Linked DNA regions of Sus scrofa: all the other regions are linked to region 1. The links are chromatin contacts, called in public Hi-C and promoter capture Hi-C maps. All regions are on one chromosome and are shown on one strand. The core of a region is the stretch at or near the end of the contact, and the rest is flanking DNA. Distances in the headings are between cores, read along the strand shown.

Evidence for each region. Promoter capture Hi-C pulls out the DNA fragments that hold promoters and counts their contacts. A called contact is a pair of places that touch in the nucleus more often than the background predicts.
Region 2: a Hi-C map of liver shows a contact between it and region 1, with 4 times the contacts expected there. The contact joins the promoter of DUSP4 here to the promoter of SARAF in region 1. A contact is called at or near these places in 1 of 5 promoter capture datasets (fetal liver), 2 of 47 Hi-C or Micro-C datasets (alveolar macrophages and liver) and 1 of 2 datasets of contacts at active chromatin or transcription factors (alveolar macrophages).
Region 3: a promoter capture Hi-C map of fetal liver shows a contact between it and region 1, with 2.2 times the contacts expected there. The contact joins the promoter of UBXN8 here to the promoter of SARAF in region 1. A contact is called at or near these places in 2 of 5 promoter capture datasets (fetal liver and liver), 2 of 47 Hi-C or Micro-C datasets (heart right ventricle and liver) and 1 of 2 datasets of contacts at active chromatin or transcription factors (alveolar macrophages).

The regions. Positions count from the first base shown.
Region 1 is chr15:54,931,689-54,936,037 of Sscrofa11.1, forward strand. SARAF (store-operated calcium entry-associated regulatory factor) reads left to right here and starts at 2,302. Exons shown (of 6, transcript XM_001924775.4): 1 at 2,302-2,637. The coding sequence starts at 2,535.
Region 2 is chr15:55,489,425-55,493,763 of Sscrofa11.1, forward strand. It overlaps DUSP4 (dual specificity protein phosphatase 4), which reads left to right and starts at 1,660. Exons shown (of 4, transcript XM_003133392.4): 1 at 1,660-2,533. The coding sequence starts at 2,101.
Region 3 is chr15:54,365,944-54,369,769 of Sscrofa11.1, forward strand. UBXN8 (UBX domain protein 8) reads right to left here and starts at 1,667. Exons shown (of 8, transcript NM_001244745.1): 1 at 1,566-1,667. The coding sequence starts at 1,653.

The DNA.
Region 1 (4,349 bases), core at 1,052-3,551:
TTTCCACTAGATCCACAGTGTTTTAGCAAAAAGCAAAACAAAACAAAACACTCACTGCCTTAAGGACTACTTTTTGGCCTACAAATGTTGTCTAGAGTCAGTTGAGACCTTAAAAACAATATTTCTAAATGTTATATTTCAAAGACCAACTACAACAGAAGTCTTTGGATGCTTCCTCAAAATGCAAATTCCTGGGTCTTACTCCAGACCTTTTATTTATTTATTTATTTTGCTTTTTAGGGCTGCATCCGAGGCATGTGGAGTTTCCCAAGCTAGGGGTATAATCGAACCTGTAGCTGCCAGCCTACGCCACAGCCACAGCAACATGGGATCCGAGCCACAACTTCGAACTATACTACAGCTCATGGCAACACCAGATCCTTAACCCACTGAGCGAGGCCAGGGATTGAACCTGCAGCCATTATGGTTCCTAGTCAGATTTGTTTCCACTGCACCACAATGGGAACTCCCACTCCAGACCTCTGAATCAGAACTTTTGTGGGCAGAGCACAGGAATCTCAAGTTTTTTTGATTTTTTGTCTTTGCCTTTTCTAGGGCCGCTCCCTCAGCATATGGAGGTTCCTGGGCTAGGGGTCTAATCGGAGCTGTAGCCAGCATCCCAAAGGAGTCCTATGCATATTAAAGCTTGATAGTAAGTGTCTGAGAAAGAATGTCAGGAATTTTTCTTCATTAGTTTTCCAAGTGAATCTAAGCATTAATGTTACATCCTTTGAATGTTCTCTAAATATTCTTATATAATAGTTAATCAGTGTTACCTTTCAAAGTTTCAAAACTTTTCTTTCAGATGGCTTATCTTCCCACCTCAATTTGCAAAGATAGGATGAGGGTGAGAGGAAGAGAGCTATTGTTTATTGAGCAGCTGCTATAAACATTTATCTGATTTAATACTCTCCACAGTTTTGTAAAGCTGTAATCCCCCCCCCCCCCCCCCCACGCACCAGCCGCACCCATGGCATACAGAAGTTCCTGGGCCGGAGATTGAATCCAAGCTGCAATTGTGACCTATGCTTATGCCTCAGCTGCAGCAATGCCGGATCCTATGTATTGTATCTCTTCCTGTAGCACTAAATACTATTTTTATTTTGATAACAACTGCATAGTTTACCTTACCTTGAAGTCCAGACTTGTATATCCAAGTGTCTATTTGACATCTGCTTGGGTCTTGACAGTTACCTTGAACCTGACATGTGGTTATCTTTATTTCAGTCCCACTCCAAGCCACCACTGTTACGCCTTCTCTTGTTCCACGTTTCTCCAAGTTTACTTTGCCTCAGTTGTACTGGCTTTGTTTGCCTCTTCCAACCACTACATTTTGTTTCATTCATTGCAGAATCTCCAGTGCCTAGAACAGTGCCTGCAGGTACTGTTAGGTAGTGGTAGGTACTAAATATATTAAGATACTCATCAAATTAGTGAACGGTGTTCCTCAAAACACAAAGCTAGGGCTTTTGCATCCACTGTTCCTCAGGTGGAGAAACCTCTTCCCCTGATCTGTATATTCTCCCATCATTCAGGTCTCAAAGCTTCAAAATCACTTCCTCAGCAAGGTCCTCCCTGATTGTCTCCCAGTCTCTTTGTATCATCTTATTTTATTTCCATCAGTGCACTTATCACTTCATCTTCATTTACTAACTTAGTATGTAATTTGTTTGTCCTATTTCTCCTCAATGTAAGCTCCATGAGTTCAAGGATGGTGTCGCCTCCAGCCTAAAATAGCACCTGACACATACTAGGCATTCATCCTGTATTTGTTGAAGTAATGAATGAAGGAATTCTCCCCCAGACATGTCAGACCTCAAAGATAATTCTTACGCATTCTTAGAACAGTTTTGTCTGGCTGGTTCTTTCTTTAGGTGTTAGTTTTTACTCCTCATATCTTGTAAATTCCCACTGCCTCCACGTTGGAGGAAATGTATAAAAGTTCTGAGCTTCTGAAACTAGACAATATATTTCCACGCTCTCTCTCTTTAAATCTCCTATGTATTTAGCAAACTAATAGAACACGAATTATGCTAAGTGCTGAAGCCATAAAGTTGATTAAGGCACAGTAACTTTCCTCTGGAAGGTTATTGAGGTTTTGTAAATACATCACTTAACTACATTAGCTTTTGCTTTGCGATGGTTTCACTCTCTTCAACCACAGCACCTTCACCGTGAATCCGCAGGAGGCCGGCCCGCGGCCCCGCCCCCAGGCCCTGCTTCTCGCCCTTGGCTCCGCCCTTAACGCGGCCCGCCCCGCCCCCACCACCACCCTGCCCCCACCACCGCCCTCAGCGGCTCTGAGCCCCTGGGGCGGGGCCAAGCTTCGACCATTCCTGTTCCCCCACGCGCCTCAGCGGCAGTGACGTTAGACAGGCGCACCGACCTTCCTTGAGGCTGCGGGTCTACGGAGAGATCGTCTTCTCTCCGCGGCCCGAGCTGCAGTTTCGTTGCGTAGGGCCTCGCGGATTTCCGCAGCCTGGTGTTCTGGCCCGCGAGCACCCCGCAGCTGCGCGCCATCTTCACCAAGCGCCATGGCGGCGGCCGGCGGGCCGAAAGCGACCAGATGCTGCCCTTTCTTCGGTCTCCTTTTGCTTCTGCTGATCGCGGGCCCTACCCGGGGCTGGAACGACCCTGGTGAGTGCTGCCCTCACTCCCTCCTCTTGCTCTCTTCGGCAGGCGCTGAGAGGACCCCGGCTGGGGACCATATCCCTTCTACCCTATTTGCTCATTTCCATCCTCTTCGCTGTTCATCTCTGTCCTGCCTGGATCTTTTGCTCTTCCCAGACAAGTGTAGACTGTTGGGGAGTGGGCGGGGCGGGGCGGGGCGGGACGATCTAATGTAATTAATGTTCCCATCTCCCTTCCCTGGATTCCTAGAATTTGCCCACCTTTTCCTTCCTCGGGCTACACCCCTCATCCCCTGAGTCTGGCTGGAAATCTCGTCCCTCACCTGCGCCTCTTGTTTTGTTGTCAAGAGTGTCTGATGTCATGGCTGTTCTCTTGGCTGCCTGTTGCTACACCTGAGAGTTGCCATGGCACCGGCAATCTCTGAGTCACACTTAGTGAACAGGGCTGCAAACCTTGGAAGTCGGTTAGCAGAATCATAAACTGTACTGTTTACCTGAGCACAAGTTGTGCTGTTTATTCTATTACAGCAAAGTACATTGCGTTACACCAGCTTTTCCCATTGAATTAAAAAAAAATTTTGTGTGTGTGATGGTACACGGTAAGTGATTTCTAGGGAAAAGTTTCTTTTATATCACTATGTTATTAGACTTGTCTAACAAATTTTTATGGGATCGATAGTATTCCGTGTAATTAATATTGTGTGTGTATGTATGTACACATAATACAGATTTCCATTTAATAAATGATGTATGCTTTAAATAGGAGTGATGTAAAAAAATGACTTAAACTATGAAAACATCATTTTTGGTTTGGAAAGGAAAGATGTTGAGGTATGGAATGTGTACTAATGTTGCAATCATGACTTGGTGAGAGGAAATGCCTGTGTTTTTGAACTTAACAGATTTTTCTGTAGTTTCTTATTTTATTCTTAAATGTTAAAATGAGAGAGAAGGCACTATTTGTAAGTACTTGACTTTGAGTACTCCTTTGATGTGGATGTTTTATTACTAATAAATGAAAAGTCAAGTTGGATTTAAATGATGTCGGTATAATTTTCCTAATGTATTCCTAGAAAGTTTCATGTAAATAGGACTTTGATCAGAATTATAGTTTAGAAACTAGATTAAAACATTAAGTAGTTGAACCCTCAATCAGTTCTTTTCTTTCTTTCTTTCTTTTTTTTTATTTTTTTTTTTTTAGGGCTGCACCTGCAGCATTTGCAAGTTCCTGGGCTACAGGTCATTTGGAGCTGCAGCTGTTGGCCTATGCCACAATCACAGCAACTCAGTTGCCTATGCCACAACCGCAATTGAGCCACATCTACCACCTACGCTGCAGCTTGCAGCAATGCCAGCCAGATCTTTAACCCATTGAGTGAGGCCAGGGATCAAACCACATCCTCATGGATACTAGTTGGGTTCTTAACTGGATGAGCCACAGTGGGAACTCCCTCAATCAGTTCTTAAATAAAAAAAGGAAATTTATAGATGAAGAGTCAGGGGAATAATAAAAAAAAAAAGGAACCATATTTAAATTAATGGTGAACCATTTCCTGGTAGTTCTTAGTCTACCTACACTATAAAACTACTCTTCTGGAACAAAAGGCACCAAAATATTTTGCAGTGTAAACTCAATTAGTTTTTATAAATTCTACTCCACCTTAAATTTCTTTTGAGGAACTATATCATGAAGGCATTCTAATATGTTTCTTGAAAATT
Region 2 (4,339 bases), core at 410-2,909, 560 kb after region 1:
GGCATTTCGGAGCCTGGGGTAAAAGGATTCCTCACGGGTGAGCTGCACCCCTCACAGCGCACTAAGCTTGGGCCTGGTGTCTGGATCCCCAGCGCAGTGGGAGGTCGTAGGCCTTGGAAGTAGAGGCCGCCGCCGAGGCCGCCCTGCGGAGCGGAGGGGTGGCCCTGGGGGCCGGAGGTGACAGGTCCAGAGAGCCGCCCGGCGGGGAACAAAGGCAGAGCGGAAGGCCGAGTCCGGGGAGGGAGAAACCCCGCGGGTTCGGCGGCCCTGGCTGCCTCGGTCGACCAGAAGAGGAAGACTCGACCCCTTTGTCCCCGAGGCCTCCAGCGAGTCCTAGAATTCCCTGCTTGGTGGTTAATTCTCACTAACAAGACTTGGCAAGATGTCGGGCGAATAATTTTTGCCTTGTGTTGTGTCCTCACTGCGGCGACCAAACACCCCTCTGCCAAAAGCGGCCTCCGGGAAATTAAATGCATAAGTAAAAGCGGGGGAGCGAGAAAAATGCGACATGACCTGGAAAGAAGGATGCAAAAGAAAAAAAGAAGAAAAAAAAACTGACTCGGCCCTGGAGCGTGTTAAATTCTTTACGTGTCATTTTCTCTGGGTCTTCGCACCAGATGTGGACCCTAAGTGTCATTTCCTGAGAAGACAATCACACGTGTACAAGGTGGGGTGAGGATTTTTCCAAAAGCCAAAAACATCTCCCTCCACCCCCACCCCCACAGGGTTAAATAAACCTCTTTAGGAAGCGTGGAAGGGAGTGGCACTCCCGCCTTCCTCCTTGGGAACAACATTCCGGATTCAATTAATGCCTCCCTCCGGATCGTAAAGCAACAAACTCAACACCTCACTTCTATTACTGGCCTTCGGGCCGGGAAGGCTTTCTCTTTCATCTTCTGAGTTTGGGGTTGCCCACGTTTCTCGGGAAGCTGTAAAGCTGATTTAATGGCTTAAGATGAAAATCGATCAGGCTGAGGCAGAAGCTAAAGTCTGAGGAATCACAATTGAAAAAACGTCTGGCCGGTCGAACGCACTTCGTAAACATGGGGCGAGGAGAGGCAGGCCGGGCCGGCTGGACGTTGGTGCAGCGTTCTTCTGTCCACTTGGGTAGGTGGGGGACACCTGCGAGGCTGCTTGGGGGGGCAGCACGGAGGTAAAGAGGGATGAAACCTCAAGACCGAGCCCAAGCCTCCGCTAGGCGGGCTTCTGGGCTGGCGATTTCTTTCTGCCGATAGCCGCTACCGCCGCAGCGGGGTGGGGTGGCCGTACCGCGACTCGGGTCAGGCTGTACGCGCGCTGCGGAGGCCGGGGAAAGGCGCCGCGGCGCTCCATTCACAAAGTCCAAGCTCTGCAGCTCGCTAGCGGGTCGGAGGCCTCCTCCCTCTTCCTCTAGGTCTAGGTTTTATGAATGGGCCTGGCGGCGAGCTCAGCGCTCCCTGTTTACTCCGCTCTTTGTGACGTCTCTTCCCCGTGACTGGGCGCAAGCTGCCGACACTCCATTCACGCGCTGGGGCGGGCAGAGAGGGAGGGGCCAGCCGGGAGGGGGGGAACTGGAGGGGGCGGGCAGCTAGGGCTAGGGGCGGGGTAGGGCTCTGGGCCCAGAATGGAAAGAGGCGGGGCCTCCCGAGGTAGTAATGAATCTGCCCCCTCCCGGGGGAGAGCAGAGGAGCCTTAATAAATCTATAAGCCGAGGAGAGGAAACTCTGGCTGGGGCAGAACGCTGAGCTCCGGCTGCTGTGGGGGAACGGCGAGCAGAACGGCAGGCGGCAGGAGCAGCACAGCAGGCAAAATACAATAGAGGAGACTACAGAAGAGAGCCCTTGGCCCTCTCTCGTAAACACACTCCCCTCCATCGCTACCTTTCCCTGGGCACCGTGCTGCCTGGCGCCCGAGGCCGCTCGGACTGCTATGTAACCGCGAGGCTGCAGGAGGAAGGGGACCGGGGAGAAGAGGTTCGCCCGTGGGAGCCTCAGGGGGCCAAGTTTGAAGCCACTTCTGCTCGCGCCTTCCCTTAGCCCCAGCCTGCCCCTTCCTGCAGCCCAGCTGGCCCAGGCGTCCTTCGCCTCCTCTTGTGCTCAGCAGCCGAGATTGCCGGCGACTATGGTGACCGTAGAGGAGCTGCGGGAGATGGACTGCAGCGTGCTCAAAAGGCTGATGAACCGGGATGAGAACGGCGGTGGCGCAGCCGGCAGCGGCAGCCACGGCGCTCTGGGGCTGCTGAGCGGCAGCAAGTGCCTGCTGCTGGACTGCAGACCATTCTTAGCGCACAGCGCTGGTTACATCCGAGGCTCGGTCAACGTGCGCTGCAACACCATCGTGCGGCGGCGGGCCAAGGGCTCGGTAAGCCTGGAGCAGATCCTGCCCGCGGAGGAGGAGGTCCGCGCCCGCCTGCGCTCCGGCCTCTACTCCGCGGTCATCGTCTACGACGAGCGCAGCCCGCGCGCCGAGAGCCTCCGCGAAGACAGCACGGTGTCTCTGGTGGTTCAGGCGCTGCGCCGCAACGCAGAGCGCACCGATATCTGCCTGCTCAAAGGTAAACGCGGGCGCTGGGCGCGAGCTGGAGGGTCAGTGCGGCTGAACAGTCCGTGCGGCTGGACTCGGCCTCCTGCGCCTTAGTGGGCAGAAGTGCCCAGAGGGAGTCGCAGCTGCGGGATGGGATCCCCGCGCACTCCTTTGTGCGTATTGGTGTCTGCACGAGTGTGCAAGGATTCTGTGCGTTTGTGTGCCAGCGCGAGTTCCTGAAGTCCTCCGAGGCGATGGGGCGCAATGCCTCCGTCACCTGCAATTCCGAACCCTTTCGGGCGTTTCTGAGTTTGTTTACTTCGACTAACGGTCTGGCCTTGCGAGTGAGGCTATCCAGCTGCGTTGCCCACCTTCGAATCCAGGGAAGTGCTCCCAAGTGCCACCGTGCGGGGATGGAGGACAGATTAGGCCTGTTGATTTGGAGTGCCGGGGCCCTGCGCTGAGTCCAACCCGAGATCCCAAGAGGTGGGGAAAGCGGTGAAGGAGGGTGAACACCGGAGTGGAATCGGCCCTGCGGGTCCTGCTGGAAACCAGCCCTTAATAAGTGCAGTAACAAGGCTGGGGTTATGGGCATGGTGTAGAGCGATCTGTATCTACTCTTCTGTTGCCCCACTCCGAGCTCCACCTGGAAGGTGGCCAACCTCTCCAGCTTCGGGGTAGAGCAGGCTCTGGGAGCGGAAGGCGGGAGGTCCGAGCATAGAGCGGACGCTTGGTGGGATCCGGCCTCTTAAATTGAGGTAGCAAAGTACGACCTTTTGTTCAGACCCGACTCTCAGACGGCGGCGCGTGCTTAAGTGCGAAACCCTTGGAGAGGGGAGGTCTCGTCAAACCAGCCAGTCGGAAACCCGAAAGGGCCGAGGGCTACCCAAATAACTGGAGGGCCGGGGCGCCGGCCGCACCTGCCAGAAGGTGTCGGGCGTCGGGGAGCAGGCAGGGCATGTGGGGTAAGGGCGCCCCTGGCCAAGCTGCGCCCCTTCCTCCCGCGCCGCATTCCGCGCATTCCTTCGCCCTCGGAGGGTCTTCTACTCTGAAGCCTAGAGGCGTTTCGGACCCCGGCCATCAAAGAGCCGCCCCTTTCCCTGCTGGTGCCCCTGGCCCCCTCCCTGCTGTCCTTTCCTCTCCGGACCCGCACGCCCGAGAGGAAGGGAGATGGGGCGGGAGGTGCGGCGGAAACCTCTCCCCACCGCCCCTTCCAAAAAGCACAACAACGCGGCTCAGTGCCGACCCGCTGGGCTTGCCCCCGTGAACAGCGGGGGGCTTTGTTCTCGGCAGTTGTTTCCTGGCCATTTGACCTGTCAGCTGCTGGGGAAATGCTGCTGTTGACCTTTGGTTGAACTATTAAGGCGATTTTGCTGATTTTTCTTTCTCTGCGAGGGCGGCCTTTGGCACCTCCGTTTGAGCCCAACCCTCTTCCCTTCTCCAAGCGCTTTAAGAGAAAGTGCCAGGAAGGGCCGTGCACCGGAAGGACCGGCCGCAAAGCTGGGCGAGCAGAGCTCTGGGGCATGGGGGCCCCTCCTCCCCGGTGCTGAGCTGTACCTGGAGCCCTGCAGCCCCGGACAGGGTAGAGTGCCGGGTCGAACATGCCACCTGCCCTCCCTTGGCTGGTGCTGGCGCCCGTGAGGAGGCGGAGATAAATTTCTCTGGGACAAAAGTCCCTCCGAATGGCAGGGGAGGGGCCAGGGTGTTCCCGTGCCACGTTGCCCTCGATCGCTCCTGATTTGGAGCCCAATCGCGCGCCTGCCTTTGTAGTCCATGAACCCCGAACCCTTCCCGAGGTAGGGCAGACGCACGTGGAGTCCGGTCGTTTTGTTTTGTT
Region 3 (3,826 bases), core at 417-2,916, 570 kb before region 1:
TTAAAACAATTTTTCTTGGAACTAATAATAAGTACTAATATATTAGCAGATTATTTGTACCAGAACAATATAATAATAAAAGTTAAGGTATGCAACTGTCTTATAATATTTCATATAATTTTCCTGTGGTGCCAAAATTCATCACGACTGTCATTACCAGAACAAGTTTTCAAAAAATGATTCTAGAACATCTTTCAGGAATATAAGTGAATGGCTACATTATAAATATATGACTATCAATAATGCAGAAATCTTGGTTTTCCTTCTGCCCCAAGAAGGAAAGAAAATTATCCACATTAATTGGGAACTAAATCATGATGGTATGTATCATCTTATCAAATTCTATTTAAAATCAGTCACTCCCACTGAACACAAATTCTTATTTCTCACAGTTAAGTTATGCAACTGTGTACTTCTCTAGTTCTCAATGTTTATTCTGTCATTTGTAAATAAAATTACTATATACATATCTGCCCAAAAAAGGGAAAATTCAGTACTTGGTTTTGTATGATTTTGAGAGCCAAGATGAAAATTAATCAGCAAAAAATGTAACAAGTACCTACTGTGTGTAATACAATTTGTTAATGATGAGGGATCCTGGATAAGAAGTTGGAATAAAAATGGTTTCTATCCTCTAGGAATTTTTAGTTTTATTTTATAATTCTCAAAAGACACCAGGTAGAGGTATGCCAACAGTTGCTGTACCTTCGATTTGACCCCTAGCCCAAGAACTTACTAAAGCCACAGGTGTAGCCCCAGAAAGGAAAAAAAGAAAAAAAAAAGGGGAGAGAGAAGAGAGACACCCTATAGTCAAATCTGCCAAGAACAACAGAAACCTAATTTGCCTCACTGCTTCCGCTATACCTTCCTTGCAAAACACTTGTCCACAAAGAATCCAGACTTTTTAAAACCTTAGGGAAGTCCCTTAACCTCCCTATATCTGTTTCCACTGTAAAATAGGTTAGAGCAGTGCGCATCCTCAAAGTTTGTAAACCAATTTAGAGGAGATAATAACCACGACTTAAGAGTCTAGTTTACAATAAGCGTTCAATGAATGCTATTATCATGCGCCACTCTCTCTACTAGTCTCTTTAATCCAGCCTCAAAGGTCTTCATCCTTTTCCTTCAAGTCACAATTCCTTTTGTCTGGAATGTCATCCCGCTCCCTCCACCTCCCGCCCTCGCTTTTCAAACGTGTGGCTCCTTATCATTTAAGTCTCTTAAATTCTTCAGAAGGCCTACATCAGCTTGTTTATTTCCTTTTGAGCACTCAACACAATGTGAAAGTCAAGTATATGCTTGCTCCTGTGCTTTCGGCCTCTGTCCCATTACCCGCAAAACTTCACCAGATCTGGAGGGGCACTTTTCCGCCAAGAGTTTGCCTCCCCAGGACGGCAAAAGTCTCGCTCCACCAGGAACCCCGCGGGGGAAGAGGAAGGCAGGCGCGGTGCAGCCTGGGCATCGTAGTCAAAGCCGCCCAGAGGAGACGCGGCCGGGAAATTGCACGTAGTGTTCGTGAGACTGTTACCAGGTGTGAACGCCAGGAGGCAAAAGCCAGCACTTACCTAGATCTGGGACCCCACGCCGGAGCTCCAGACACAAGAGGGGGAGAGCAGAGAGGAGGAAAATGCCAACCACCCCAAGAGAAACCATAGCGGCGGAAGCGCTGCTTCCTGGCGGAAGCTCCGCCCCTTCTGATTACGCCTCCCTTGGAAGGTGGAGTGGATCCTTTCTAAGGGAGGAATTCCAGGAAAGCGCTGGACCCTAAAGCTGTTTCGTTGGTGAGACTGAGATAAACCCAGGCTTTTGAACTCATAATCTGTAACCTGAAAACAAGTGTAGGTCACCTCCCGACGTCACGTGAGGTCCAGGGGAGACGGCCTCGCTGGCACCCGCCCAGCCAAGTCCTGTGAAAGCAAAACTTGGGCTCCTTCGAGGCGGGCAGCCCCTGCCCCTTCGGCTGTCAGACTGTAGAGATTGTAAGAAAGAACTCTAAAGAGTAAAATGAAACAGAGGAGAAAGGATAGGGGCAGCTGATACTACAAGGAGGCAGCCTGTGCCCTTGGCCTATGTCTGTAGTGGGTGATTGTGGACTTTTGAGTCAGAGCTGTTGAGCACCACTTTCTGCCGAAGAACCTTCCTTATCTTCCAAACGGTCCCCGGCACCTTCCTCGGTCTCTGGTTCCGACGGGAAGATGACTCAAAAGTGAGGCCTGGCACCTAATTATGGAGACCCGCTACCCCTTGCTCCGCTCCTTATCAGTTTTGCTAGCAGGTGTTACTGTTAATGACTTAACACGGCCTCCCAGTTCTGTGACCTCATTGCCATCCTATGACTCATCTCTTTGGCGTTTCTGCCAACCCCGATGCGTGTAAGCTACAGAGATCTCTTAAAAGATTTCGTGAGGGAGATTTCGCAGTGGTTAACGAATCCGACTAGGAACCATGAAGTTGCGGGTTCGGTCCCTGCCCTTGCTCAGTGGGTTAACGATCCCGCGTTGCCTTGAGCTGTGGTGTAGGTTGCAGACGCGGCTCGGATCCGCTCCGATTAGACCCCTAGCCTGGGAACCTCCATATGCTGCAGAAGCGGCCCAAAGAAATAGCAAAAAGACAAAAAAAAAAAGATTTCGTGGGAGTTGCCATCATAATCCGACTAGTATCTGGTTCTGATCCCTGGCCTCACTCAGTGGGTCAGGAATCCAGCCTTCCCTTGAGCTTTGGTGTAGGTCGCAGACCTGGCTGGGATCCTGCGTTGCTGTGGCTGTGGTGTAGGCCAGCAGCTGTAGCTCCAATTGGACCCCTAGCGTGGGAACTTCCATATGCCTGGGACGCAGCCCTAAAATAAAATAAAAGTTTTCGTGCTTTGAAAGTTGGTTTTGTGACCCTTCCATCAGTTCTGCCTCACCCTTCAGTTTAGTTCAGCTAACATTTATTTAGCTCCACAATTTGCCTGGCACTGTAGAACTCATAGAGACTCAAGTATGTGTAAGTTTTGTCCTTGAGAAACTCAGTTCGTGGGAAAGACAGCCCTGTAAAGAGAAAAATACAGCGCTTGTGTGCTGTGAGAGGTACACAGGGAGCTATGTACCCAAGTGAGGGCTTGGGGAAAGGCTTTCCCAAAGGAAATCGTGTCTAAATTATTTTGTAAAGGTTAGGAATTGGGGAAAAGGGCAAGAGATTTGAAGTTTGACAAACTATGAATGTAGAGGAACTACCAACAGTTAAAATATTGCAATTTCAACTTTGAATGGAAGAGTGTAGAAGTAGGTTGGAGCCAGGACCAAGGGAGCTTGGCTTGGTATATAGGCTAAGAACGTTATCCTAGAATTCAAGGTGCAGACTATGAGTGCACAATCTCAAAATCGATCTGGGTAAAGTACTATAAATTATGTGACATACCAATTAAACAATTAATTACATTGACTCATTAAAACGTTTTCATTTGCTGTCCACATGAAGACAGGAAAGAGTTCTACAGCGGTTACCATCTTCATTTTGGTATGATTTCCTCCTTTAGGTATTTTTCTTCCTCTTTTTATATTCCTAATTGAATCTGTTGATGGCACCAATAAATCTCTATCAGGACAGTAAAGTAGAGGCTCCCACATACTCTAGATTTGCTTAGGGCCATAAACATTTCCCAAAACTTTATTGATTATGAAGTCTCTTCACTGTAATTGTCTACTTTTAACCTCCACCCGACACCCAAGACCATTAGAATAACCTATTAAAGCAAAATCAAATTTCCACTTACTGCATTAAAGGAGAACACTTTTGTGACAAAATCTTTGTAGTGTCTCAGAGGGGAAGTCAAGAGTGATTTTTA